Linked DNA regions of Mus musculus: all the other regions are linked to region 5. A link is a contact called in public ChIA-PET, HiChIP or PLAC-seq and promoter capture Hi-C data. All regions are on one chromosome and are shown on one strand. Each heading gives the region's core, a stretch centred on a gene start, on an enhancer-like site or on the middle of the called end of the contact. The rest is flanking DNA. Distances are from core to core; before and after follow the strand shown.

Region 1 (5,070 bases), core at 542-3,041, 280 kb after region 5:
TGGTCAGTGACTCCACTTTGTCTTTTTCGTCTTGACATAACCAGAACAAGATCAAAACTAACACTGAAAGACTCCGAGAGGAGCCCCTCGCTCAGGCCTCAGGACAATAGCGGACACCCAAGAACTCACGACAGACCGAGCTTGTTGCAAACCACATGAGGCTTTATTCGGGGAAAGCCAGAGCTCTGGGGACGACTCATATCCCACGCAGGGGCAGAGGAGTCGACCTCGAGAGAAAAGAGTTCCCAGTTTTTATAGGCCCTCAGGGGGGAAAGGAGAAGGGGGAGATTAGGGGATTTCCAGATCTAAACAATGTCTATTCTCAAGAAATGGGTATGGGAGGGGTACAAGGAAAGAGTCTAATGAAGGTGCAGCAATGGGCACACACCTGGTCAGAACATTGGCAGACACACAGGTTCAAGGAGTGGCCAGAGCATTGTGCACCTCTATTTTTCTAAATCAGTGAAGCTAGTTCTGCTAACACTGACGTCTATCTTGCCAATTTCAGGGCTTCTGTGTCCTTTTACATTCTGCGAGGATCTTTCAACACCTTGCATTGAATTAGCCACATTCAGAATCAAGATTTCTTAAGCAGGAGGCTTCCTTTCCTCACAGGCCTGCCTTGGCTGTAACTGGTTAAAAAGACATCAGCTTTGGGCAGGCCTTCCATACTTGGGCCCCTCTTGTTTTCACCTGAAGTCTTTCCTTTGTCAGCCTCTTTTGCTTTCTTTGCTGACTTCTGCCAAAACATCTCACAGCCATGGTCACACTGGCCATTCCAGACCATCATACTGGTGTCCTCGCCGTCAGCTTTCCCTGTAAAAGGAATGGGGGAGATGGCCTGATAATAAGAAATAAGAGCCGGGCGGTGGTGGCGCACGCCTTTAATCCCAGCACTTGGGAGGCAGAGGCAGGAAGATTTCTGAGTTCGAGGCCAGCCTGTTCTACAAAGTGAGTTCCAGGACAGCTTGGGCTACACAGAGAAACCCTGTCTTGAAACAAACAAACAAACAAAAACAACAAAAACACCCCAGAAAGAAAGAAAGAAAGAAAGAAAGAAAGAAAGAAAGAAAGAAAGAAAGAAAGAAAGAAAGAAAGAAAGAAAGAAAGGAAGGAAGGAAGGAAGGAAGGAAGGAAGGAAGAAAGAAAGGAAGAAAGAAAGAAGGAAAAAGAACACTTGGAACTGAGACCCCAGCAACATTTCTTATGTCATGCTAATGTCAGCAGGATGTGTGTCAGGGGGGAGAGTCCAACCTACCCTGTGATTCTAACATAGTCCAACATTTTATAAACTTCAGACTGTCACTGCTTACATTCTATTTAACAACTCAAACCAGGGTATTGGGCAAAAGCACTTTTAAAAGTTAAGAGAAATTTAAGTACAGCTTAATGTGTGTGCTCTTGGAATGAGGCTAAGAGACATAGTTGGTATAGGTTGTTCTTGAGAGGCTGCTCTGTGCACACGAAGCAGTTGCTTCAGGCAAGCGGGGGTAGGGCGGAAGGCTAATACCTCCCCTTGGGCTTATATTCTCTGACTCTGTTTATCCAGATCCCAAACCTAGGTCCTCTTTCTAGAAGCTTTCAGCATGTGATAAGTTGGGGATCTCTACAATAAAAGTATCATTATTTCGATAGTGAGAGCAGGCCATGCACCTCGCCCTGGCATCCAGGTAGAGCTGACCTTGTTGGTGGAGGCATCTGGAAGCTTTTCCTCATGGCCGGAGTGAAGAAGAGGCAGTCTACCCCTTACCAGCTGCCCCAGGCAGGAAAGCTGGCCTCAGGCAGGAAAGCTGGCCCCGCCCCTTGCCTCAGCAAAGAGGAGGAGGTGGCCCTAGTGGCCCAGGCTCAGGAAAACAGGACTGCTGACCAACTCAGCTACCACCCAGGCCCAGATCAGTGCTTTGAGTTGGCCCACACCAACATCTACACCGTCTGCAGTGATCTGAATATGCTTGGCTCTGGGAAGTGTCACTCTTAGGAGATGTGGCCTTGTTGGAATAGGTGAAGTGTGTCACTGTGTAGGCGGGCTTTGAGGGCTCCTAGTGCTCAAGCTCCGCCCAGTGGAGAAAGAGAGCTATAGTTGGTAAACTGTTAAACCTCACTGTGCTCTCAGGAGGTACACGCACGGCTCTGCACCTGCTCAAGAGCTCTGGATTTGAGACTGAAAAGACACACACACACACACACACACACACCCTTTATATTTAATAAGCCTTAACTTGCTCAGTGGTTGGGCACTTCCAAACCTCCCCACAGCTAGCACACACTCCTCTCTAATATTCCTGAGTTAACATTTTCTGAACCTATATTTTATCTTTGCTGCCCTGTTTCCTTCTGGGCTGCCCTCCTATGGGACCGCTTTCCCTTTGCACCTACACTTCCGTCCTCTTACCCTTCTGCTCCTTCGTGGCATGGCCCTTCCTTTGCCCCTCTCATGGAGGAATCCCTTCTTCTCTCCTGGGTGTTTCTTCCCTGGAAACCTTAAAAATCCTGCCTCTGTCCCTCTGCCCAGCCATTGGCCTCTGGATATTTATTGTTCAATCAAAAACCAATTGAGGACAGGGACCCTCAGCGTCTAGACATGGTTCCTGTGTGATGTTGGGAGCTTAATTAAGACAAAGCATTAGAACCAATCCCCAACAGAGAGCCTCCCCTGAGTGCTTGTAGAAGTGAGTCTTCAGATCAAGATGTAGAACTCTTGACTCCTCCAGCACCATGTCTGCCTAGATGCTGCCATGCTCCCCGACATGATGTAATGGAATAGACTGATCCTCAGAAAGCCAGCCCCAATTAAATGTTTTCCTTTGTAAAAGTTGCCTTGGTCATGGTTTCTCTTCACAGCCATGACACCCAAACTACACACCACCTATAAACTGCTCAAGTGCATGAAGGGACCGGTCATACAGATCCAAAGCCACAGGATCTCCAAGACACAGGGCAACAACAGGATATTGGAGAGTCCTGATGAGGATCCAGTATTTATACTGTAGTAGAAGCCAGAAGCCTTTAACCAGACCCCATAACTCATTGCAATGAACATTTGCAAGCAAAGCTGTTTGGGCAAAAGGGCATACTGTGTGGCACACCAGAGCTTCCACAGTGAGCTTCCTTTCCTTTGGTGGGGGAGGTCGCAGTGGCAGATGAGCAGGATCAGGGTGCATGATGTAAAGCTCACAAAGAATCAATAAAAATATGACGAAAATGACGATGATGATGGTGGTGGTGGTGGTGGTAGTGGTGGTGGTGGTGGTGGTGGTGAGACAAAGTCTTTCTACGTAGCCCTGGCTGCCCTGGAACTCTTTATGTAGACCAGGCTAGCCTCAAATTCACAAAGATCCACTTGCCTATGCCTCCCAAGTTAAAATTATTTTTGTGTATGTTGTGTATGTGTATGTGTGTGTTTATGTATGAGTATAGGTACATGAATGTCACCACGTGTGTGTGAAGGTCAGAGGACGCCCACAGATATTGATTACCACCTTCTATTTTGTGATTGGGTCTCTTGTTCACAGGACATACACCCATAGGTGTAGTGAGAGTTTTGGTTTCTTTGAAAGACACAAAGATATTACAGAAATATGGTTTGAATTGGCTCATTTCCCCGGCAGAGAAATAACCTATCACAGTCTGCCCCATGTTTCTATATTGTTGGTCAGCTAAGAGTAGTTTTGACAGGTTTAAATGTTCAGAAGACTCAAGAAGTGGTGCCAGAAAGATCAGAAGCCTAAAGCTATCCTTGGGCTACATAGTTAGTTCAAGCCCGGCATAAGCTACGCGAGGCTCTGCTTCAAAATGAAATGTCAAAATCAGCAATATCTTATGGCATGTGAAGCATAGTCATTCAAATTCCGGTGCACAAAGATAATTTTTTTTAGTGTTCAGACATCCATTTGTACACTGTGGCTGCTTTTGTGCTGTGAGAGTGGAATGGAATTGTGTGGGGCTGGAAAGCAGAGGGCTGCTCTGCTGAAGGATTGGAACTGTTCCAAGTGGGACACGGTGTGCTACAGGGTGTGCGTGAAATATCCCAAGGGACACGTAACAGTGTCACCTCTAACATGGAGAGGGCAGTCCTTTACCCAGGCCACCTGGGGGCACTCTCCACCTTGGCTACCAAAAGACACCATGCAGGCAGAAATGGCACATCTTGTCCAATGTTGTGTCTGAGAACTGGGTTCATTTGTTATAGCTGCCACTGTTCCACTCCCAGCTACCTCTCCAGTACCACATCTGCCTGCATTCTACCATGCTTCCCGCCATGACAATAATGGACTAAACCTATGAACCCTAAGCCAGTCCCAATTAAAGGTTTTTCTTTATAAGAGTTACAGTGGTCACAGCAATAGAAACTCTAAAACAGGGCACATCCTCATCCAAGTCACTATGTAAATTCTAGTTCTGATTTCTTTCTTACTTGTTTAAAGGTTTATTTTTATTAGGTGTGTGTGTGTGTGTGTGTGTGTGTGTGTGTGTGTGTGTGTGTGTGCGCGCGCGCGCGCTTTAGGAACCCTCTGACATGGGTCCTGGGAATTGAACTCTGGTCTTCTGGAAGAGCAGTGTGTGCTCTTAACAGCTGAACACCTCTCAAATACCCTGAGTTTTTACAAAACTACAGAAACTTGTTCCTTAGACACACACCTCACAAAAGATCACTGTTCCTCAAACTCTACAACATTTGGGAGAATGAGAGAAAGAGCATGAAGAAACTCATTTACAAAGCAGGAGGAAAATCATCTCCAAGGGCTGCTACATGTGAAACTTGAGACAGGGGGAGATGACATGTGGGGCTATCAAATTAGGAGGAGGTGGTTCTCAAACTGTGAGGGGAACCAGAAGCTAAGCATATTGGCTAAAATGTATAACACAGGCTAACTAAAGCTGGAGAGGCTGCCATTGCAGGGACTAGAATCGTAAAGGTCCGTGAGTTAAATCAGCCTGCTCCTTGTTTCTGCATAGTTGGTCAGCTGAGAATGGTTCTGTCACATTTCAAACGTTCAGCAGACTCAGAAGGTGGTGCCAGAAGGATCAGAAGTCCAAGGCCATCCTTCAATACATCGATCAAGCCTGAGT
Region 2 (5,295 bases), core at 2,224-4,723, 470 kb before region 5:
AACATGGTCCAACTTAGATCTCTGTTGACCTTGGCCGCTCCTCCCCCCAATCTATAAATAGTATGTAGATGCTGTACTCCCTAAACTTGCTTGGCATTAGACATAGCTTGTACAAGGCCTCCTGACCCCAGCTTTTATCATCGCAGGTCCTCTTCAGGACCCAGGTCCAGGTTAGAAAAATAAATGTAGGGCAAAGATACCATCCCGATTTTGCACCCTAGGGGGAACAACAACAAATGGTTGAGTTGTGTGGTCAGGTAAACTGACAGCAGTCCACAAAGAACAAAGCTGTGCAGAGCTGGGAGACTCCCAGGGTCAAGGCCACTGTGAACACAGAGGCAGCTCTGCAGCTGTGGCTCACTCTTATCAACATGGTCGGTCACCTTTCTCTGGCTAAGCTAATGTCAACAGACACGTTATCTAACTCAAAGGTGTGTGTGTGTGTGGTCTCTTCCCCCAGCATGGAGTCAGTAATGCTAAACAAGTTACTTAGCTGTCTTGTTAATTTTTGAAAATGCAATGAAATATACATAAAACTTAACATGTTAACCATGTTTAAGAGCGCAGTTCAATGGTACGAAGTACACAACACTGAGCCGAGCGCTGGTGGCAAAGGCCTTTCATCTCAGCATTAAGGAGGCAAAGGCAGGCAGACATCTGGGAGTTCCAGGACAGCCAGAGCTACACAGAGAAACCTTGACTCGAAAAAACAACAAACCAACCAAAAAAAGCCCCAAACCCCCACAACACATACCCTCTCTTTCACAAACTAAAAGGAACTGCCTTTCCACTCTAACACCTGGTTTCTATCAGGCATCTGCTATGTCACCTACATATCACATTTTACCTTTTCTTTCTCCTGCCACTGCCCTAGGTCAGTTCTCCCATCATGTTTTGTCCTTCCTTCCTCTTCCTGTCCACCCTCCAACAGCTGTCAGATCTATTCTGAAGTGAAAATGTAGCCAAGCAAATATCACCCTCACAACCTTCCTAGGAGTCTGCTCTTGGAAAAAGGATACTTTCTATAACCCACAACAGTAGTTCTCTGTCTTCCTAATGCTGCAACCTGCATAATACAGTTGCTTATGTTGTGGTGACCCCCAACTTAAAATTATGTCATCACTACTTTATAACTATAGTTCTGCTTCTTTTATGAATTGCAATGCAAGTGTTTGATATTTGACCCACAAAGAGCTCGGAACTCACAGGTTGAGAACTGCCGTCCTACAAAAGTTTCCCTTGATGAGACAGTGCTGAAAGTTTGGGATCTGGCACTAAACAATTAATGCTCCTTTTAGTCAAGTTAGAACTGGTAGCCTTCCATCTCCTTCGGAGTAAAGGCTATGCCCTTAAAATGACATGGGGGTTGGGGGTGGGGGTTCCTGGTCTCTACCTCACTTTATTCCAGTCACCTTGGCCCCTTGCTGTTCCTAAAAACCACAGGCGGTGAAGGACTTAAATATTCATAGTGCCACTGAATATTCACAAAAGCTCAAAAACATATGAAAAGATGTGTGCATTCTTCAAATCATTGCAAGTCAAAACCACAGTGAGATACCATAACCCATCAGTGTATGATCAAAACAAACACACAAACCAAACACACAGCTAGAAAGGACTTGGAGAAGAGGGAGTCTTTATGTATGATTGATGGGAACATACGATGGTGCTGAAATTATGAAAAACTGAATTAACTTCCTCAAAAGGTTAAAAATGGCATTAATGTCTAAACCAGGAATTCTGAGTCTGGGTGTGTACACACTTTAATAGAAGCCTCATTCACAATTGCCAAAAATTGGAAATAGCCCAAATGTCCATCAGCAGATGAGCTGATGAATCGGCATGTACGCGCGCGCGCACACACACACACATCTATCTATCTATCTATCTATCTATCTATCTATATCATGTTCTATTTACTTAACCCTAAAAAGGAAGGAAGTTCTGATCTATTTATCTATCTATCTATCTATCTATCTATCTATATCATGTTCTATTTACTTAACCCTAAAAAGGAAGGAAGTTCTGATCTATTTATCTATAATTTTGAGGACAGTATGCTAAATGCATTGGCCAGTTACAAGAAGTCGGGGCTGACTGACTCCTTTTACTTGAATAGGGGCCTGAACAGTCAGAATAACTGAAATAGAAAGTAGACAGGTGGTTACCATGCGGCAGGGGCAGGGAAATGAAGACTGACTGATTACATATGGAGATTGCAATGGCAAGATGTGTCCTAGAGGGGGTAGTGCTGATGTTACCAGTGTGGTCTACCTTTTTGTTTGTTTGTTTTTTTATTTTTCGAGACGGGTTTTCTGTGTCCACGAAGCTCTGGAACTGACTCTGTAAGACCAGATTGGCCTCGAACCCACAGAGATCCTCCTGCCTCTGTCTCCTGAATGCTGGGAGGGTTTGTTTTGTTTTGTTTGTTTTTTCAAGACAGGGTTTCTCTGTGTAGTCCTGGCTGTCCTGGAACTCACTCTGTAGACCAGGCTGGCCTCGAACTCAGAAATTCGCCTGCCTCTGCCTCCCAAGTGCTGGGATTAAAGGCGTGCGCCACCACTGCCCGGCAATGCTGGGAGTTTTTAATGCATGTTGAGTTATTAATGGGAGTCTAAGAAGCGTGTATGCTATCGTGATCAAAAAGCATTAGAGAAGAGTCCCCAGGACTTCATAGCCAGGGTCTTGATCCAAGATTTAAAAGTTCATCATCGCTTGGACCAGAGGAGACTAATTAGGAAGTTGATAAGCGTGTGATGTAATGTGATTATAAATGACATAAAACTAGTTGATTAATGAGGAAGATGAACAGATGAAAATGCAGCAAGCGCATTCCTTCCCATTACCAGCAAGCAAGCACTAGGCAGCCAGCCCCCCACCCCCCACCCCGACCCCGCCGCCCCCGGACTGGCTCGGCTCAAAGCCTTCTGGGAATCGTAGTTCCCAGCTCCAACTTCCACAACCCTGTTCTACACGCATCCCACTAACTCCTTACTTGAGCTCTTCGGCCGAATACATTCCGAAGGAAATGCCCTGAAGCCGCCTCCATGGTGTGTGCTTGGAGGCCAGCATCTTCCGAGTCAGTTTTGAGGTCCGTCACTACGAGAGAAGTTCCAGTCAGCCGCAGAGAACGCCACTTGAGTCTTGTAGCGCAGAGCCACCATGTGTTTTTCCACTGCGCTTGCGTGCGAGAACCGCGGCTTGGCAAATTGGCTTGGACGAGTTCATTTTTGCTTTCGGGGTGGGTAAGGAGTGGAAGAAAACTGTCTCAAAACCCTCCTTCAGTTTAAAAGCAAAATTACACAGGAGACTTTAGAACAGCATTTCAAGTAAGTTTATTCGAGGTGAACGATGTGTACTGAGCGTTCCGCTGCTAGTCTAGCCAAACAGGACCTTGTGACCACCCGTTTGGAGATGAGACGTTCCACGCCAGCCCCGCCCCTCGACCCTGGAGGCGGAGGTCGTTCCCGACGTGCTCCGCGAAGAGTCCAAAGATGGCGGCGGCGGCGGTTGCAGCTCGCCGCCTGTCCTTTCGCAGCGGGCTTGTCTTGCTGCAGACCACTCGGGGGACGGGTGTGTGTGAACCGAAGGTCTGTTGCAGGTAAGAAGACCCAGAGTCATTTTGGTCTTGCATTTCCCTGAGAGTCGTGAAAGTAGGTAAGATGCAAAGGCATTTGTATGGTCGAGGCCCGGCCCTCTCAAGGGTAACACGAGGTAGCGTCGTATTTAGTGATCTTTAGATCTGCGAGTTCGGGAATTCTTTCGGAAAATTTTTATTGGTTGGTTGCAATACTATGTATAGCCAAAATTACCCTTTAAACTAGGGCCCTGTTCTCGTGAAGTTTACATTTCCGTGAGTGCCGCTACAAGCCCCTACACAAATTTCTTTATCACCCCCCCCCCTTATTCATTTTAACCCTGCAAAAAAGAAAGGGCAAAGTAACAGATCTTTCACAAATAAAGGGCAGGCTAATATTACCAGTATGGACTGAACGTTATGAGAACCTTCAGCTAAGAATAAGCTAAGACTTTAGTAAAAGCAGAAAGCCTTAAAACGTCTGACCCCATTCTTTCCATCTGGTGGTGTTGCAAATACTTATGTAATTTCTTTGTACATCCTTCATGCAGTGGCCTGGTGGAAATAGGAGGTGGTTTTAAGTCAGTTGTAGAGTGGATAATTAGCTCATACGATGTCTTTGGACCAATACAAAAAAATAAATAAAACTGGGTTACAAGTTTACACTACATCTAAATGCCTCTATAAATGTGGCTCAGAATGTGTGCATGCGGGTGGAGCTGAGTCAGCAGAGCTAGCGGTAGGAGCTGAGCTGAGGCCATCAGGGAGCAGTGCTAACAGTGGGATTTTTGTTGTTTTGTTTTTAATGCAGATTTTATGCTGGAACTGAATCCCTCCCAAAGGTTGAAGGATCAGATATAACAGGTATTTTTAAAACTATGGAAATAGAAGTTTTTAAAAATGAAAAGACATTGTATTTCTTTGTGTTGTTAGAAAATTGTTTATTTTTATTTTTTTTTCTACATAAGGGATTGAAGAAATAGTCATTCCAAAAAAGAAAACATGGTGAGTATTTTGCTATTCACTTACCAGGTGATTGGGTATTTACTGTAAATAAAACATAAGGATTTAAATAGTGCCTAGCACATAGACAAATACCATGTTAGCTGTTATTTTTTAAGTCTTGTTATATAATTTTATGTGTAAACTATACATTTAATTTATAAGTGAACTATTAGGTGTACTTTTGTTTCATTTGGAGTGGCTATTTGATATCATTGTATAAATATGATTAGATTCATTTGTTTCCCTGCATAAGAATAGGAACAGTGGCTGACCATGGTACCATACTCCTTTAGTCTCAGGAGGCAGAGGCACAGGGATCTCTGCATAGTAGGACTAGTGTACCTACTGAGTTCATACAGTAATGCCCTGTCTTTAGAAACAAGAATAGGGATGAGAGAGCACTGGAGCTAAGAGTAGGGACTGGGTTACCTGTGAATACAGCATTCCAGCGTACGCCCCTTTGCACACCTCTATATCCAGAAAAACGACAAGAAATGCAACAGGAAGAGTATTTACAATGTGCTACAATCTAGTTGTCACCTGCCTGTGTTGTATCTTATAGTCCTATATGTATGCAATTTTACCCGTATAGATAGACAGAATTTAGGTATATATTGAGTGTTGTTTTGTAGTGACATACTCCTGTAGTCCTAGCACTCAGGGCAGAAGTTGGAGGATTGTCACGAGTCCCAGGCCAGCCAGCCACTTATTTA
Region 3 (5,107 bases), core at 2,286-4,785, 320 kb after region 5:
GGTAGAGTGAACTGGGGTAGAGGGGGCTGATGTTGAAAGATTCATCAGTATCCTTGCCTAATATGCAAGTTTCAGGGGCTTCACATGGCCAGCCTTTTGGACATGGGGTCAGCTTCAGCTCAAAGGGGTCAGATCACAGCCCTGTGACACAGGCCTGTTCACCTACATACTGGCCTGGGTCTTAGCATCTCTGGCTCTCAGTGTATTCAGCCACCAAACCAAATTCAGAGCCTTGGTTCTCCTGAACTTGTTTTTAACCTGCTGAAGCATTGGGGATGTTCCTCTGTTAGTTGGATGGAGGCTCTGAACGGCTCTTGGGCAGATCAGAGCTGTAGGTTGAATGTAGACCCATTGGCCTCTGAGAGGTGATGCTGAGGCCTGGGTCACATCCCTCTGCTGCACCAGGTTGGCTCAGCAGAGCAGGCAGGGGAGCAAGGAAACCTGTACTGATGGTGTGGATAGAAGTTGATCACTAAATTGAAGGTTGTGGAGAACAGAAAGTCATGGTGGCATCAGTGTACCAGCCAAGCCAGCTAGCTTTTCAGTTATTTACGTTACTGGGCTCAGATCTTATGGGCAGCAGGAGAGATTTCAGGCAAATGCAGGCCCACAAATAGCAGTAGCAATCACCATGCCTTGGATAGTGACCTTCCCTCTAGAAAGACAGAAGTGAGTAGAGGAAATATTTTTGGCACTAGAAGATGCTACTGCTCCACCCTATGGCTGCTCATCTACTGGGCCTCAGGAGCATCTTCCCTCAAAGGTCTGAGAGTGCTGGCCATCCAGGACCAATCTGATTGGTGTGTCCCACCAGAACATGCCAGATTACATCTCTCTAGTCCTGAGGGGAAGGCTAGAGAGAACCCACTACTAGAAAAATAGCCATTGAGAACCAGTATTCAGGAGGGAAGAATAGGAATACTGGACCTATTGGGGTGGGGGATGGTAGGGCCATGCTAAAGGAACAATAGTGACCCCTTACAGGCAATATAGCACATCACAGTTCCTGGAATACTACCATCCACAGTATCAGACACATGGAACCACTAGGGGCCACTTACCAAATGAGTGTGACAGATTAAATGCTCAGGGGCCACCGTACTGCTTGAGACCTATGACTATGTCTTACTATCGTTTTGCATTTGTGCATGTGCTGTTGGAGACAGGGTCTGTTGTTCACTGCTGCCTAGGGCAGTCTAGCCGGCCTGAAGACTTCCTGGGATCCCTGTCTTTTCCTCTCGTCTTGCTGCAGGAGTGCTGGGATTGCACACTGCCTCATCTGGCCTTTACTTGGGATCAGGGGATCCAAATTTAGGTTCTTGGGCTTGCAAAGCAAGTACTTTACCCTCTGAGCTCTCTCCCCAGCCCTTTAACTTTTGTAAAACAAAACAAAAGAACAACAACAACACACTGCTGACCTCCTTCTTCAGTGACAGGGTCCTGAGAGAGGACCGGGATATTAGAAGATAAAGAAGGTAATCAAGCTTGTGAGCAGGAGGTCTTGCACAAGCTATGCCTTATGCCTAGCAAGCTTATTAGAAAGTACAGCATCCTATACACTATTTCCAGAGGAGATAAGGGACAGAGTCAGCAGAAACTATAATACAGTGGGACAAAGTCACATGAGGCTTATCAAGCAGTGTTGGAGAAGGGGAGCCCAAGGTGCCTCAAGAGCAGTACAGACTGAGCACACACTGTCTCAGGAATGATAACCCCCAGTCTTTTCAGGGGGGAAGGCAAGTTCCTAGGAACGGAAGCTAACTCGTTTGAGGCCCAGGTCTCAGCCCCAGGCTGTCCTTGCCAAGTCAGCTCCTGAGCAAGGACAGAGAACTAGGTTCCTTTTGTCTTTTCATCGGGGCCTCTGAGAAAGCCTTGGATCAGTCTGGCTCTCAGCACAGACCATCCTGGGCACTGAACAATTGTTTGGCAATTTTCAGATACTTTTGTAGAGCAAGAGCCCTGTGGGCACTATTGAGGTGGTTCAGCAGGCAAAGCCCTTGTGCACATGTCTGGTCACCTGAGTTTTGTCCCTAGAACCCACATAAAGGTGGTAGGAGAGAATCTACTCACATCGTATACATGCAATAATAATACATACAAGTAAACAAATTGTAAGAGGTCATAACGTTTTCCTAATATCACCTACAATATGTCCGTTGCTGCTTTACAGAAATTAATTCATGGGATCCGGATGGCAGTGTGACAAGTCCATTTTACAAAGGAGCCAACTGGGATTCTGGGAGATGATGGCTTTGAGTTCTGTGTGAAGTGTTCATTGAAGCTACTCTGGAGAGCCAGTGGGGTTCCCTTGGGTTTCCAGCCTCCTCCTAGTCTCCACTCCTCTTTGCCCCCCTTTTCTTTATCCCTGGTCCCCCTCACCTGTCTTTGCTTTGTGTGAGAACCTGGCTGTGCTTTCCTAGACGGCCCACCTCCTAATAGTCCCACCCTCTAAAGGCCAGGCATTGAAACACATGCATGTGTGGGGGCCTTGTAACAGGTGCAGTGTCAAGATTTAAAGCAGAGCTTGGCTGCTAGGCCACCTGTTGAGGGTCACTTCTCCCTCATCTCTTATCTTCCTATTGTCTCTGATCCAAGGCTCACTCCTCATCAGGGATCATGTTGCTTGTAAAACCGATTCAGCTTAAGTATCTCTGGTTCAGACCCCAGCAGCGTGTAAGCAACCCTGCAAGCAAAGGTGAGCACTCTCTGGCTCCCTTGGGGAAAAGAAGCCTTCCAAATCCACTGGAAAGCCTGGCAATAATTCTCCCAGCCAGCAGAGGGCAGCAGAACACATCCAAAGTCCTTGCTTTAAAGTAGGTGGGGCTGGCCAATCCAACCACACTCCTGTCATTGCTCATGGGCAAACCACCTGTCTGACTTTATTTTCTGAAGTCTGGGGACCCTGAAGGTTTGAGGGTTGAACTTAGTACCTTGCACATGCTAGGCAGGTGCTCTACTACTGAGTCATATCTAGGCTTGTCCCAGAGGACAACCTCAGGTGCTGTTCAGCAGGCTCTGCCCTGTTTTATTTTATTTTTTTTAGACAGGCTCTTTCATTGTTCTGGAGCTTTCTTTTTTTTTTTTTTTTTTTTTTTTTTTTTTTTTTTTTTTTTTTTTTTAGATCAAGTCTTGATTTTTATTACTTAAAAAATGTGCATATCTATTTTGCTTTCTGACTCTGTGCTTGTGCCTTCAACACTTTCACAACGATTTTCTGCTCCTCAATAAGGAAAGCCCGCTTGATCCTGTCACGGACACACTTGGCACACATGGAGCCGCCATAGGCCCTGCTGACGTGCTTCTGTGTCTTAGACAGTCTCATAAGGACTTTGGGCCGCACAGCACGAACCCCTCGAAGTCTGCCTGGGCACACGCCACATGCGGATTTAGGTGCTTTCCCAACCTTCTTGGTGTAGAGGTAAACAATCCTGTTGCCAGGGGTTCGAGACAGCCTAGTTTTGTTAGAGGCTGTGTTGTAGGAAAGCCTACGGCGGTATGTCAAACGCTGGACCATCCTGAGTGCCTCTGAGCACCGTCCCCGGAAGAGTTCTGGAGCTTTCTAAGCAGCAAAGCTGGTTAGTCAGCAAGTCCTGGATTCCATAAAAAATAACTTAAAAATTTAAAAAAATGTATTGCATCTTATTATTGGTGCCTCTCTCTCTCCTTTTAAAAGTTCACATATGCCTCGTGTGTGTGTGTGTGTGTGTGTGTGTGTGTGTGTGCCCTCGCGTGCGTCCGTCTGTCTGTCTGTCTGTCTGTCTGTCTGTGATTTCTGAGAGAGCAATAGTAGCTGGAGATGGGGAGACCCAGTAAGCAAGCCCATGTCTGTGCAAAGGCCAGAGGAGGAGTCAGGTGTCCCATTCTGTGACTCTCCATCATATTCCCTTGAGGCAGCATCTCTCATTGAACCTGGAGCTAGGCTAGCAGGGAGCAAGCCACAACCATCAATCACCTGTCTCCACCACCAGAGAGCTGGTGTAAAACTTCTTACTGACACGCTTCCGTACTGCTTCAACTAGGAAAAGCAGACGTAAACACAGAATCAAGAAAGTCAAAATAACCTTGTCACTGTGTAACACGCATGTGCTGGTACCAAGACTGTGGTGGACTCCAGCAGTGTCCTCCCGGCACATGATCATTGTGGGTGTCTATTGATAAGCTTTTCTTCCATTTGTGCTGCAGGAACACCCTAGTCACAGCAGCTGGGAGGTCATTTCCCTTCTCTCAGAGCCAGCTTAGCCCAGTGCCTCAGCCTCCTGTGTGACAGAGTTTCTGGCTGGTGATTGTGGATTCAGATATAAATGCAGACACTGAAATTATGCAGTGACTTGATTTTTAAGTCATTCAGATGGATCTAGAAAATTATTTGAAAAAAATAGTGTACAAACTCACACACATGAAATGCATTGCTGCTGGAGAAGTGTGTGTGTGTGTGGTGTGGTGTGTGGTGTGTGTGTGTGTGTGTTTAGGCCAGAGAACAACCTCCTGTGTTGTTCCTCAGGTGCTGTCATTTTTTATTTATTTATTTTTTTTGACACAGTATCTCATTGACCTGGAGCTGGTTGGTCAGCAAGTCCTAGATTCCTGGATTCCCTTTTGAGAAATCTCTCTCTCAGTCCTTACTTCTTATAGGTGAGCAAGTTGAGTCTCAGACAGGACCTCTGCCTTAGCCTTAGTACACAGATCATCAGGGTGGGGCAAATGAGATCCAGTGTGCACAGCCATTTCTCCTGATAAGACCCTCAGTCAGTCAGAACAGACTTGGTTCTGGAGAAGGAGCCTGGGTATGGATTCTTGAGGGAACAGTCATGGTAGTGTGGGGACTTCCCTGGAGGTATCTAGTCACCAGCTTCCAAATCTGAGGAAATGAGAGAGTACTGGTGTGCACAGCCCCTGGGAAAAGCCGACGACCCTACCACTCTACATTCAGATTAAGTGCAGGTTGTCTCAACTCCATGGCCTTCCATTCCTATGGTTGTCACCTGGTTCTGGCCCTTACGCTACCAGAGAAAGCTCCCCTGGACTGGCTCTGCCTCAAACTATAGGTGCATAGGTGCAAGATGGAGAAACATGGAGCAGATGCAAATACCTTGTCCCCATGAGGATG
Region 4 (5,685 bases), core at 2,511-5,010, 330 kb before region 5:
CGTGCATGCACCCATACACAATAAATGAGAGAAAGATGGGGGGAGAGAGAGAGAGAGAGAGAGAGAGAGAGAGAGAGAGAGAGAGAGAGAGAATGAGATTGTAGTTGGTCTTTGCTACTTTGTAGGTTTTTCTTTTTCCCACCCTTAACCCCACTCCCCAGTTTCACCCCCTATCACAACATCCCAATCTAATTTCTTTTCTTTTGGTTCTTCTTTGAGCTAACAAACTAATGACTACTAACAAACATCCAACATCCCCCTGAATGACCACCGACCACCAACTCCATCTCTTGGGGCCCTAGCATTTATATACCTTCTGAAAACTTCACAGGATTGGAAGCATCACACAATCAAAAACACTACCTGCAGGGGATTAAAATGGAAACAGATTCTCATAATATTTCTGTGTTTGCCTGTTTAATGTATATGAGTACACTGTAACTGTTTTCAAACACACCAGAAGAGGGCATTGGATGCTGTTGCTGGGAATTGAACTCAGGACCTCTTAACCACTGAGCCATCTCTCCAGCCCTATTCCTGTGCTTTTAAAAGAATAAAAGAAACTAAAATTGCAGAAGTCTCACTACAGAAGTATATATATATCACTATTAAAGGAAACCACTTACCCGTTGAAATAAAGAAGAACCACAAGGGGTCTCCTGCAACAGAACAACCCTTTCTACACAGGGCTTTGATTTTTTCCCTTGCTAGAAGCAGCATCAGTTACCTTTTCTTTTGAAGACAATGTGGGATGAACAAACTTCCTGTACAGGAGGCTGGATCCTTTTGTATAGGGAGACAGCAGCCAGGCTACAAACGCTATTTTTAGTTCATAATAGAATGGAAACCTGGAAAAATAAGAAAATATACCTTCCATTAGGTTCTCCACAGCACTGTTTAAAGCCTGTTAAAAAAAAAAAAAAGACCGGGGTTGGCATGGATGCCCCCATCTCATACAGGTATGGCCAGGTTCCCAGAGTCCTCATCCTCCACCTGCGGAAGGCATGTGCACACACGTGCACTTCTACACACTTGAGACCTCGCCCTAAAAGCCAACTCGTGTTTCGTTTTGATTCTGTTTCTCAAGAGAAGCAGGAAGGCAGGCTCACTTCAGCAGTTACAGCATGGCCTTGCCTGGCAGCAGCTAACAGCTTCTGCAGGGCTATGCTAACTGGGGTTGGCACGTTGATCCAGCTGCAGCTTGTAGACTCAGAAGGTCAAGTCTGTGTCTGGGCACTGGTCATTCAGCCTTCACTGTTTGTGGCCAGGAGACACAGAGGCCAGGCCAGGCCAGGCCAGGGGGAATTACAGCAGGGTGAAGCTGGCAGTGTCTCCACAATGGCCAGGCACCTCTTTCTTGTTTCAATAAAGGCAGGGAGAGGAGTCCAACTCCTACCAAGGAGTCCTGCTTCCTCTACTCAATGTCAGGCAGAGATCTTAATCTTTTTTGTGTGTGCCAAAAGAAAGAAGAGTGAGGGATAACATACATGCTGGACTCCCACACACCCTCAGGCCCATTCATCCATTTGTCCTACAAACACTGGCCCCCACTGCACCTATCTGTGCCATCTTATATAAGGTGGGGGTTGGAGGAGTGGCAGAGACTCCCTGCAATACTGGAGCTTCCAGACAGAGACAAGATTCTGGCAGCTTGGGCTGAAGAGGGAGTGGAGCTGGGAAAACGCTTGCTTTTGCAAGTGTGATGAGCTGAGCGTGATCCACAGATGTCACAAAGAAAAAAAAAAGCCAGATGGTGTAGCGTGTACTTGTAATCCTAGCAGTAGAGAGGCAGAGACAGGCGGATCCCTAGGATACTGGCCAGCCACTTTAGTCTACTCGAGTCACAGGCCGTTGAGACCCTGTCTTAAAAACAAAACAAAACAAAACAAAACAAAAAAGTCTATGTGCCTCAGGAACCACATCTGAAGCTGTTTTCTGGTATATAAATACATGGATGTGTACCTACAGAAACACCAACACACACACACACACACACACACACACACACACCCTCCTTCAGAAACAGCAAGACACAGAGAAAGAGGATGGAGATATGAGGGGAGGAAGAGGGGGAGGGGAGGGGAAGGGGGAGAAATAGTCAGATGTCCTTGAATTTAGGGGTCCAGTTAGAGATTGACTGATAAAATAACATCAACCTGAGACAAGTGTCCTGGTGTGTCTCTTCTACTCTACATCAAGTCTTTGAAAAAATGGAAAAGCCAAGCCCCTCAGGTTGATGCAGATCACTGGGGCCATGGTGTGGTAAGCAGAGTTTAACCCAGATTTCAACCCCACCTCTCCAGTCTCTAGCTGGTGCTGTGAATAACCTGCACAATTGCATTGACAGCATCTCGAGGCTTTGTTGACTCTGGAGGAAGTGTCCTCGCCAGGGTAAGCCACTTCCTAGATCTAGCCAAGAAAGAGCTCCCAGTACTAGCACAGGCTCCTTCTGAACTTTCTTACTTTTTTTTTCTAATATTTTACTTTTAAATTGTGTGTATGTGTATCTATGTGTAGGTTTATGCATGTGAGTGCAGTGACTCTGGAGGCCACAAGAGGGCGTCAGATCCCTCTGAAGTTATAGTTACAGGAGATTGTGAGCCACCTAACATGAGTGTTGGGAACCTAATTCTAGTCCTCTGCGAGAGGAGCAAGCACTCTTAACTGCTGAGCCTTCTCTCTAGCACCCTCCCGACCCTGGAAATGAGAAAGGGCTGGTGAGTAAGGAAAAGGTCTATGCTCAAAGACCTTTAGCTTTTACATGCAGGTCAATAGTCTAGAGCCTGCAGGATCTCACACTCTCAGCCACTGTGCATATGCTTGCATTTCCCCATACCAGGACCAGATAGCCAGAGATGCTCCTATCTCTCAGAACCACTTACAATAGCGAACCCAAATCCTTCTCACGGAACCATGCTGACAGCAAGCCTCTGCCTCCAGAACCATCCTGGTACCTCCCCTAGTGGCCTTGTGTGGTGCTGCACTTCCTATTACTAGGGATCTTTGATGTGGACAAACATCTCCCTCCTGCCAGCCATTTTCAGGTCCTCAAGTCTGACCACACCTACTTAAAACAAACCCCAGACATCCTTACTTAAAATAAGATGCGGTGGGTAAAAGGGTCTCTTACGCTAGTCTGAGGGACCAAAAAGTAAGTCTTTCCCAGGCATCCTTCCCAGATGAAAGAAGCTAAAAATGAAAGCAACCCCTAGCGAGTCATTTCAGAGCCCTTCCAAACTCATACAGCTCCCTCTCCTCAGACAGCGGCCCACCTCACCAAAGCCCCTCTGCTTTCTGGCTTTAGCAGGCTCTTCCTGAATATTCACCAGTAACTGGGGTGAGGGTGGGGTTCTTCCCCGGCAAAGTCGGTTCATCTTTCACAGCTACAAAAGACCAGGGCTGAAAGAGGGGAGGCGTGATCGATGCTCCCCACCCCCAGAGTGGGACACAGCGCTCATTAAGAATGGAGGAACTTTTGTTTTGAAGACAAATTATTAGCCAGTCCAAGGGGAAAGCTACTGAATCCAGCAAGTTCACATACCAGCCTAAGAAACACAGACAGTCCCAAGGACAGCCATCAATCACACTAGAGCTCTCCTAGTTATTGTGTAAAAGAAATTTTTAAAAAGTAGGTCATGCATGCGCATAGTTAAGAAATGCTAAAGAATCCGAGAGCATACAGAGCTTCCCTCCCACCCAGGCCCTCTAGACTCTCTTCTTAATCTTTATTGGGCTAGGCCTATTCAATCAGGTGGGTACCTGTGATTCCCTTAACTGCCTGTTGGTGGCATTCTCTGTTCTCTATACCCCCGACACCTTGCTTTCCCTAATCTGCCCAGAATCAACAGTATACATTGGGGACCATCTCATACCAGAACATGGAAAGCTCCCGTCTCTTTCATAGCTTCCTATACATGTGTAAGCATCTCCCGGGGAAAGAGATTGATGACAAGCATCCATCATAAGCCAAGCTTCCAGCAAACCTCCCTGTATGTGCTTCTCTCTGTATGCACACCAGTGAGGCTATGGTCCGGGTACTCAGGAGTGGATGATCTGTATGCACTTTGTAGATAGCAGGAAACCGTCATTTAGATCTGAGTAACCACATTCTCACTGCACAGCCAACTAAGAGCCTCTGTCCCAGGCTACAGCATTAGCATTTAGGAAATACATATGTCTATTTGACCTTCCCAGGGGCCCCTCTGGACTGCCCAGCCTACCTTGATTCCCTGAACCATTTGCTATATAGATCACTTGTTTTTTTTTAGAATCTTTTTAGCATAATCCATCCACCCACACTGATGCAGCTTTTAAAAGCTTCAGCAAGAAGTCTGAAAAGATGTCCCTTGCTCCCCAGAGGACCGGAGTTTGGCTCCCAGCACCATGCTGGGAGACTCACAAATGCTTACACCTCCATCTCTGGAGAATCTGACACTCCTTCTTCACATATGCCTATAACGAGTGCAGACACATTCGTATACTCTCTCACACGCAAATACACTCCTAATACCTTTAAAAAGCAACAATAAAAAGTTTCCTGTTTCTGGACCTTTTGGTTCATTCCTTGGGCCTTCACTAGGCAGACCAACAGAGCATAGTACAGTGAAGATTCAGGTGGCAGTGTTTGGTGTGGCCAGTAGGTCTGCCTTTTGAGCACTGTCCCCAACCTGATACCAAGTAGCTCTAGACTGTATAGGAGGCCACTATTAGGCAGTCATGTCTATCCTGGTGATGGAGCCTGGTTTGTCTCTTTTTCTTTTTTGCCTCTCTCCCTCTCTTCTTTCCTTCCTTCTATCTTCTTTCCTTCCTCCCTCCCTCCCTCCCTCCCTCCCTCCCTCCCTCCCTCCCTCCATCCCTCCCTTGACACAGGCCTCATTACGTAGATTAGACTGGCTTTAAACTCATAGAGCTCTGCCTTCCTCGGCCTTCTGAGGATTGGGATTAAAGGCTGTGGGGTTGGAGACTGCTTTGATGATACCCAGGCATAGGGTGATCAATGGTTTGTAGAAGAGCTCAGATAAGAGGAGGGATAAGAGGAGGATGTACTTCCAGGCTTCAGCCCTTAAGCCCTCGAAAGGCTTGGGATAGTCAGGGGTAGTGTAATGGGCATGGTGACAGTTGCCTGTAAGTCCTAGCACTCGAAACGCTGGGGCAGAAGGATCATGAGTTTGGGGCCATCCTAGGCTATACACCAAAACCTTGTCTCCAAACAAAATTAAGGAGTAGGGATGCTTGGTTGGTAGAGTGCTTACTTGGCATGCATGAGTTCCTCCATCCTGGCACAGAAGGTGCTGTACACCTGTAAACCCAGCAACCGGGAGGTGGAGGCAGGAGGATAAAAAGTTCAAGGTCTATAGGTGGAACAACATTATGAACTAACCAGTACCCCGGAGCTCTTGACTCTAGCTGCATATGTATCAAAAGATGGCCTAGTTGGCCATCACTGGAAAGAGAGGCCCATTGGACACACAAACTTTATATGCCCCAGTACAGGGGAACTCCAGGGCCAAAAAGGGGTAGTGGGTGGGTAGGGGAGTGGGGGTGGGTGGGTATGGGGGACTTTTGGTATAACATTGGAAATGTAAATGAGCTAAATACCTAATAAAAAATGGAAAGAAAAAAAAAGTTCAAGGTCATCTTCAGTTATATAGAGAGCTCTAGGCCATTCTGGAATACATACTCCCA
Region 5 (5,435 bases), core at 593-3,092:
AAAAAGAAAAAGAATAGCTCTTACATGCGCCAGGCATTATGTTGAAGGTCTTACATGGATTATCTCATTTATTTAGTTATTCAAACAACTTCTAGGAAAAAAAAGGGGAAGAAGAGAGAGAGAGAGAGAGAGAGAGAGAGAGAGAGAGAGAGAGAGAGAGAGAGTGTGGGTGTGACTGAAACTATCAAGGAGATCCTTGGTTCAAGGGGAAGAACAAGGTTTGTCTGTGCAGTGTGGCAGCTAAAGAAGGAAACAGCTTCAGAGGGGTCAAGTGAAGGTTGCTAAGTCAGGTCCACTCCATCCCCAAGCAGGAAGAACTAAAGTACAGCCAGGCAAGGACGCTCTAGACAGCAGTAAGATGATGCCAGGCACCCTCGGGCTTGTTTTACAAAGGAAGAGGGCCCTTTCTTCTTTTGGATGCCTGAGTATTTTCACAAAATGGATGGTAGCTAGAAAACCTTTTGAGGAGAATGGCAAGATTGATGGAGCTAAAAGGTTTTTTATTTTCGAGAAGTAGGAATCAGGGCCATCTGCCAAGAAAGAGGACTAAAAGCAAATGGCGTGATGAGGGACAGAAAGGAGCCCTGAAATACCATCAGCTGAACTTCCAAATATCCAGGACCACTAAAGGCCATCATATATAACCACCCGCCCACTAGCTGCCACATTATAAAAACGGAAATTGAACTTTAAAAAGGTTACCACCTGAATTAAAGGAAAAGAAAGACTGTCCACCAGGGTGCTGGCTGTGTTCTAGAAACAAACAGGCCACAACAAAAGGGGTTACCCTTCATAGTATTACTTAAGTGGTGCAACCAAAACAAGCAAAACTCCAAACAATTATTATTTTAGACTTTGACAAGTGATGTGTGAGAGAAAAAAAAAATTGTGCTGTAAGAGATACAATGAATTGATGGAGAAAATTCGGGGAGGCAGAGGTGATACAACCATGGTGGAAGTAGGAATGCTATGAGCAGGCAAGCAAGCTGGCAACTGCAGGCCCAGGAAGGCGGACTCTCCCAGGCCCAGGCTGTGAGGCAGGGACTTGACGAAAAGCTAGTAGGGTAGAAGCCTGGTGAGCAAGAGGGCACAGGCCAAGGCCAGAACCCCGTGGTAAACCAGGGCAAAAGCCCTACGCCAAGGTAAGGGCAAGGAGCAAGGGCCAGGTTGCTCAGCTCGCCCACGCGTGTTCGTGACCGCCGCCAAGATGCCCAGCACGTGGACAAGGCGACAGGGAAGGCCACTTGCAGGCCGAGGGGCGTCAAGAACGAGCCAACGCTGGGCGCGGGCCATCCCTCTAAGAGCTACCACCTTCCATCGGGTTAGTGACCCCGCCCGGGCCCTCCGCCACTAGGCGGCCAGACAGACATCCTTTGGCCCCGGAGGTGGGCCTCTCAGTCGAAACTCCGGCCAAAATTCCATGCGGAGAAAACACAAATTGCAATCAGGGCGAAATCCTGGAGAAAACAGCCCCGTTAATTGCTGTCATGTTTCCCCTCGCGGCTTCCCAGTAGAAGCGCCAAGCTCCGCTCTTCAAGCCAACCCCCCTCCAACAGCGAGCGCATTGGTTTGGCTCCTCAGTCTGGATTGGCTGAAGTTTTACGCCTCGGCCCAGGATTGGAGGATGTTTGTCTCGCTCCTAACCCCCGCGTCGATTGGTCACTCTTCTGCTTCTGGGCGGAGCATCCGGGGACGGTTTCCACCCTCTTGTTTACCGGCCGCGTAGTTGACGCTATCGCTAAAGTTCCCTGTTCAGCTGCGCGGGCCAATTGCGTCGCTCGCCCCGCCCTCGCCCCGCCCTCGCCGCGCTCCCTCACGGCCTCCCGCGTGGTACGGCCCACACCTTCAGAACGCCCGCGCGCCCTCCGCCCGTGCTCGCCCGCTGCTTCCCCCTGACCCCTCGCCGAGTCCGCGATTGGTACGGCCCGCGCCGCCTCCTCCGCTCGTGAGGGAGGCTCGACCCCCTCCCGGGCCGCGGCTATTGGTGCCGCCCGGGAGAACCAGGTCATCGGCCGGTTCCCGTGAAAACAAAAACAATCGGCGGCGCCGCCGAGGGGCGGCCGAACGCGGCGAGCCAGGGGGGCCCGGGGCGAGACGCGGCGCCGGGTAGGGCGGGCGAGCGAGCGCGAGCGGCGGGGCCGGGGCGCCATGGGGCGGGAGGGCACAGGCTGCGCGGGGCTCCCCCGGCGCCGCGGCTAGCGCGCCCGTCTTGCCTTCGCCTCCCGCGCCGCCCGCTCGCCGCCTTGGGGGAGGAGGAGCAGGACGCGGCCTCGGTGGGGCCCGGGCCGAACCACTGCGGACCCCCGGGCGCCGGGGAGCCGAGCGCCGCGGTCTCCGGCATGGATCAGTGCGTGACGGTGGAGCGCGAGCTGGAGAAGGTGCTGCACAAGTTCTCGGGCTACGGGCAGCTGTGCGAGCGGGGCCTGGAGGAGCTCATCGACTACACCGGCGGCCTCAAGCACGAGATCCTGCAGAGCCACGGTGAGGGCGGGCGCGTGGGCGCGCGGGGGTCGGGGCCCTGCGCTGCGTCTGCTGGTCCCCAGGCCGCGGCGACCCGCCCGGAAACGCGGTGGCCTGGGGCGGGGCTGGGGGTCTTGCGGGGTCCTGCGGGCCGCAGGTGTGCGAGTGATAACGAGGGTCTGCGCAGGACTTTGTCTAGTTTTCGGCCTCGCAGACTTTTCTCCCTGATGGTTCTTAGTTTAACGTTCTTAGCTGTGGGTTGGTTTCTACATCATCGGCTGCTGCAACTTCAGAGTTGGACTGATGTGGGCAGGCAGTTCTTCTAAACTCTTCCTAGGAAGCCGGCCGATTTAAACCATTCAGCGTCCCTGCTGTAGCCTCTGTACAGTCCGACCGGGCAGATGTCGAGTTGCTAGTTACTTACCTAGTCCAGTTTGTACTTGTTAATAATCCTTTCAGAAAACAGCTTTTCCGTAGAAGGTGTTTTGCCTACGTTATTTCATCAGTGGCCCTACGTCTTGTACCACAGATGCCAAGGCTAACTCTGAGAAAGAGTTTTGTGTTTTAAAAATAACACTAAAGGTCTGGTACCTTGGAGCCACAATGCTGACTCTTTCTGAATGAGAGATAAAGGACTTGTAATATTATGGATTTACTCAAGAGTCCGGGCCCTTGTCAGTTTTGTGGGCTGAACAGAAATTAAAGGGATATTTATTAGTCAGGGAGAAATGAGGATGTAGCAGGTGAGATTAAGGCAGTGTTAGCCCTGCCTCTCCTCTCCTTTCCTCTACACCTTTATTTCCCAAACACTTCAGTTGTGGGTGACTGCTCCTCCCTGGTAAAGGAGTCTGACAACTTCTGACACAGCTGTCACTTTGGAACGCTGTATAAATATATGCAAAACATGTTGATGGCTTCATGCGAAAAGATTATTTGACTGAATTGATGGTGATGGTATACTTGATGCTAACAGAATAAGGTGGGGTGTGAGAAAATCTGTTGAATTTTGACTCATGAGATTAAAGGGTTTGAATATATGTGAGGTGTATATATAATATATATATATATATATTACATATATACATACACACATATATGGATAGATATAGATATTCTTGGAATATATGTGAGCTAAAATTGGTTGTTTTCTTTTGCTTGTGGTGTTTTGAGGTAAAATCTCTCTGTGTGGCCCAAGCCAGCTTTGAATTTATAATCTTGTCTTCATCTTTCTAGTGTTGGGATTCCCAGTGTGCCCCTCTGTGTTTTCAGATATTTCTAGAAGGACAGTGGAGATCATAGGATGTGAGATGAAAGATCTTAGGCTCTAAACACAACCAAAGTAGAGCAGAAATGAAAAGGGCAGAAAAGGATAAAAAGAGAGCTGCTTAGCTGGTACTTGACATTTTGTGGACAAACCAGATTATTTCAGGCTAAGAAAAAAATAGTGCATACCGAAGTAGAAGGCAGTCAATCCAAGGTGGTCCTAGCTCAGGGCTTAAAGACACCGAACACCCCCCTTTCCCAGAGGACATCTTTGTCTTTTGACCGAAAAGGAGAAAGCCAGTAGGGGACGAGAATGAACATAGGGCCTACACCTGGAGAGGCAGAAGGAATACTCCCTTTTGGGGGACCAGGTCAGAGATTGAGGGGTTGCTTGAGAGAGAAAAGATAGAGAACAGAGTCCTTTCCAGAAGAGTGATTATGGAAGAGGAGAAGTGGTGGTGAGGTTTGTTTTAGGGAAGTTGCAGTCAGTTCCAGATGGTTAAAATGATTGTAAAAATTGCCAGGTCAGGGATTTTAGGCCTCTTTGCTAGTAAGGGAATGTTTCACAAAGCCTGTGGTGTGAGGGGTAGTAGGCACAGTGTATATACCATGCTGTTATAACAGGTAGTGGGGCTTGTTCTTGATTGGCAGCCTCTTTTTTTTTTTTTAAACATTTCTGTGTAACAATGCCTCTGTGGCATCTGTTATTTTCCTTTAATCAGTTGACTAGAATTAAGTAATGAAAAGTAGTTAAACACGAAAGAAATACATACGGATATTAGGTCAGGTTCTTAAGGCAGTCTTGTTTCTTTTGAGTGAAGATAAAGATAAACATGCTTTGGTATTTGATTGCGGGTTTCTTTTTTTCTTTTTCTTCTTCTTCTTCTTCTTCTTCTTTTTTTTTGGTTTTTCGAGACAGGGTTTCTCTGTATAGCCCTGGCTGTCCTGGAACTCACTTTGTAGACCAGGCCTCGAACTCAGAAATGATTGCGGGTTTCTTGAAGCAACTAATTTCTAAGTTAGAGTTTCAAGCAGGTGACGGGCAGTGGATATTATATTTAATCTTAAACCTGCTCCTTTCAAAGGTGTGCCTACTGAAAGCAGAGTTTACCCCTCTACTTTAAGGCTTGGAATGTGCTTTCTGGGCAAGTAATCTGGTAGCTGCTCTGATCTGAGGGAGGGGCTCTATTCTGCTTCTATCTAGGCTCTTATTATGAGTGGTAGGTAATATTCCTGGGAGAAGAGAATGAGTAAAGTAGAACCTTGGGGTCTGTAAACATCACCTGCCAGATAGGATAGAGGGCAGTCGCTGTATCATACTGGAAGGTGACTTCCTTTTGCAGAAGCATCTTTTTACCAGAATTGGGAAATCAGTCCAATTTTAAAAAGCTATAATTTCTTAGGTTTACTCGAGTCTGCAGTGAGATGTCTGAGGTAAAAGGGATCATAGACAACTATATTAACCGAACACAGCTAGATGGTTGTAAGTTCACCCACCTTGTCACAGCCTTCCTCCAGGTTATAAACACTGCCCTAGGGCTGACCTGGAACTGTCCAGCCAGCTCAAAATGACCTCTCTGTAACCTGAAATTGTTCCATGTGAAATTTCTTTATTAGCTGTGTCTTTTTAAAATGTAGCTTTCTTAATGCACATACTTGAAGACAGTAAGGATGATGTGGATAGTCACTCGCATTTGGTGGATTAGTTATGC

The links. Promoter capture Hi-C pulls out the DNA fragments that hold promoters and counts their contacts. ChIA-PET counts read pairs in DNA pulled down with a chosen protein or histone mark. HiChIP or PLAC-seq counts read pairs in DNA pulled down with a chosen protein or histone mark.
Region 1: an H3K4me3 HiChIP or PLAC-seq map of the SCID.adh cell line shows a contact between it and region 5, with 9 read pairs. The contact joins the enhancer-like site here to the promoter of Rmnd5a in region 5. A contact is called at or near these places in 9 of 39 promoter capture datasets (the 3T3-L1 cell line, 3T3-L1-derived adipocytes, the C10 cell line and 3 more), 5 of 484 Hi-C or Micro-C datasets (CD8 T cells, double positive thymocytes, embryonic stem cells and 2 more), 18 of 115 datasets of contacts at active chromatin or transcription factors (the SCID.adh cell line, T-cell acute lymphoblastic leukemia, bone marrow-derived macrophages and 10 more) and 1 of 9 other capture datasets (macrophages).
Region 2: an RNA polymerase II ChIA-PET map of memory CD8 T cells shows a contact between it and region 5, with 49 read pairs. The contact joins the promoter of Ptcd3 here to the promoter of Rmnd5a in region 5. A contact is called at or near these places in 4 of 39 promoter capture datasets (the C10 cell line, hippocampal neurons, liver and 1 more), 5 of 484 Hi-C or Micro-C datasets (CD4 T cells, double positive thymocytes and embryonic stem cells) and 4 of 115 datasets of contacts at active chromatin or transcription factors (astrocytes, large pre-B cells, memory CD8 T cells and 1 more).
Region 3: a promoter capture Hi-C map of the SN4741 cell line shows a contact between it and region 5, with 2.7 times the contacts expected there. The contact joins the promoter of Rpl34-ps1 here to the promoter of Rmnd5a in region 5. A contact is called at or near these places in 6 of 39 promoter capture datasets (the 3T3-L1 cell line, the SN4741 cell line, cranial neural crest and 3 more), 1 of 115 datasets of contacts at active chromatin or transcription factors (neural tube) and 1 of 9 other capture datasets (liver).
Region 4: a contact with region 5 is called in an H3K4me3 HiChIP or PLAC-seq map of embryonic stem cells, with 4 times the contacts expected there. The contact joins the enhancer-like site here to the promoter of Rmnd5a in region 5. A contact is called at or near these places in 8 of 39 promoter capture datasets (the 3T3-L1 cell line, the C10 cell line, cranial neural crest and 4 more), 1 of 484 Hi-C or Micro-C datasets (embryonic stem cells), 8 of 115 datasets of contacts at active chromatin or transcription factors (the SCID.adh cell line, T-cell acute lymphoblastic leukemia, embryonic stem cells and 1 more) and 1 of 9 other capture datasets (embryonic stem cells).

The regions. Positions count from the first base shown.
Region 1 is chr6:71,161,457-71,166,526 of GRCm38.p6, reverse strand. No RefSeq gene overlaps it. Among named protein-coding and RNA genes, the nearest start is that of Gm38827, 9.9 kb to the right of the region's middle. Within about 2 kb of position 1,791, at least 18 of the 459 cell types and tissues checked have an H3K27ac peak or open chromatin away from gene starts, as enhancers often do. A contact at or near this core is called in the SCID.adh cell line and T-cell acute lymphoblastic leukemia, where this site is marked.
Region 2 is chr6:71,906,940-71,912,234 of GRCm38.p6, reverse strand. It overlaps Ptcd3 (pentatricopeptide repeat domain 3), which reads left to right and starts at 3,473. Exons shown (of 24, transcript NM_027275.3): 1 at 3,473-3,601; 2 at 4,389-4,441; 3 at 4,546-4,582. The coding sequence starts at 3,495. Polr1a (polymerase (RNA) I polypeptide A) reads right to left here and starts at 3,182. Exons shown (of 34, transcript NM_009088.3): 1 at 2,996-3,182. The coding sequence starts at 3,072.
Region 3 is chr6:71,123,017-71,128,123 of GRCm38.p6, reverse strand. Rpl34-ps1 (ribosomal protein L34, pseudogene 1) reads right to left here and starts at 3,535. Exons shown (of 1, transcript NM_001199350.1): 1 at 3,123-3,535. The coding sequence starts at 3,514. The coding sequence ends at 3,161.
Region 4 is chr6:71,768,351-71,774,035 of GRCm38.p6, reverse strand. Reep1 (receptor accessory protein 1) reads right to left here. Exons shown (of 7, transcript NM_178608.4): 4 at 728-848. Among named protein-coding and RNA genes, the nearest start is that of Mrpl35, 53 kb to the left of the region's middle. Within about 2 kb of position 3,760, at least 10 of the 459 cell types and tissues checked have an H3K27ac peak or open chromatin away from gene starts, as enhancers often do. A contact at or near this core is called in the SCID.adh cell line, T-cell acute lymphoblastic leukemia and embryonic stem cells, where this site is marked.
Region 5 is chr6:71,437,044-71,442,478 of GRCm38.p6, reverse strand. Rmnd5a (required for meiotic nuclear division 5 homolog A) reads left to right here and starts at 1,842. Exons shown (of 9, transcript NM_024288.2): 1 at 1,842-2,481. The coding sequence starts at 2,340.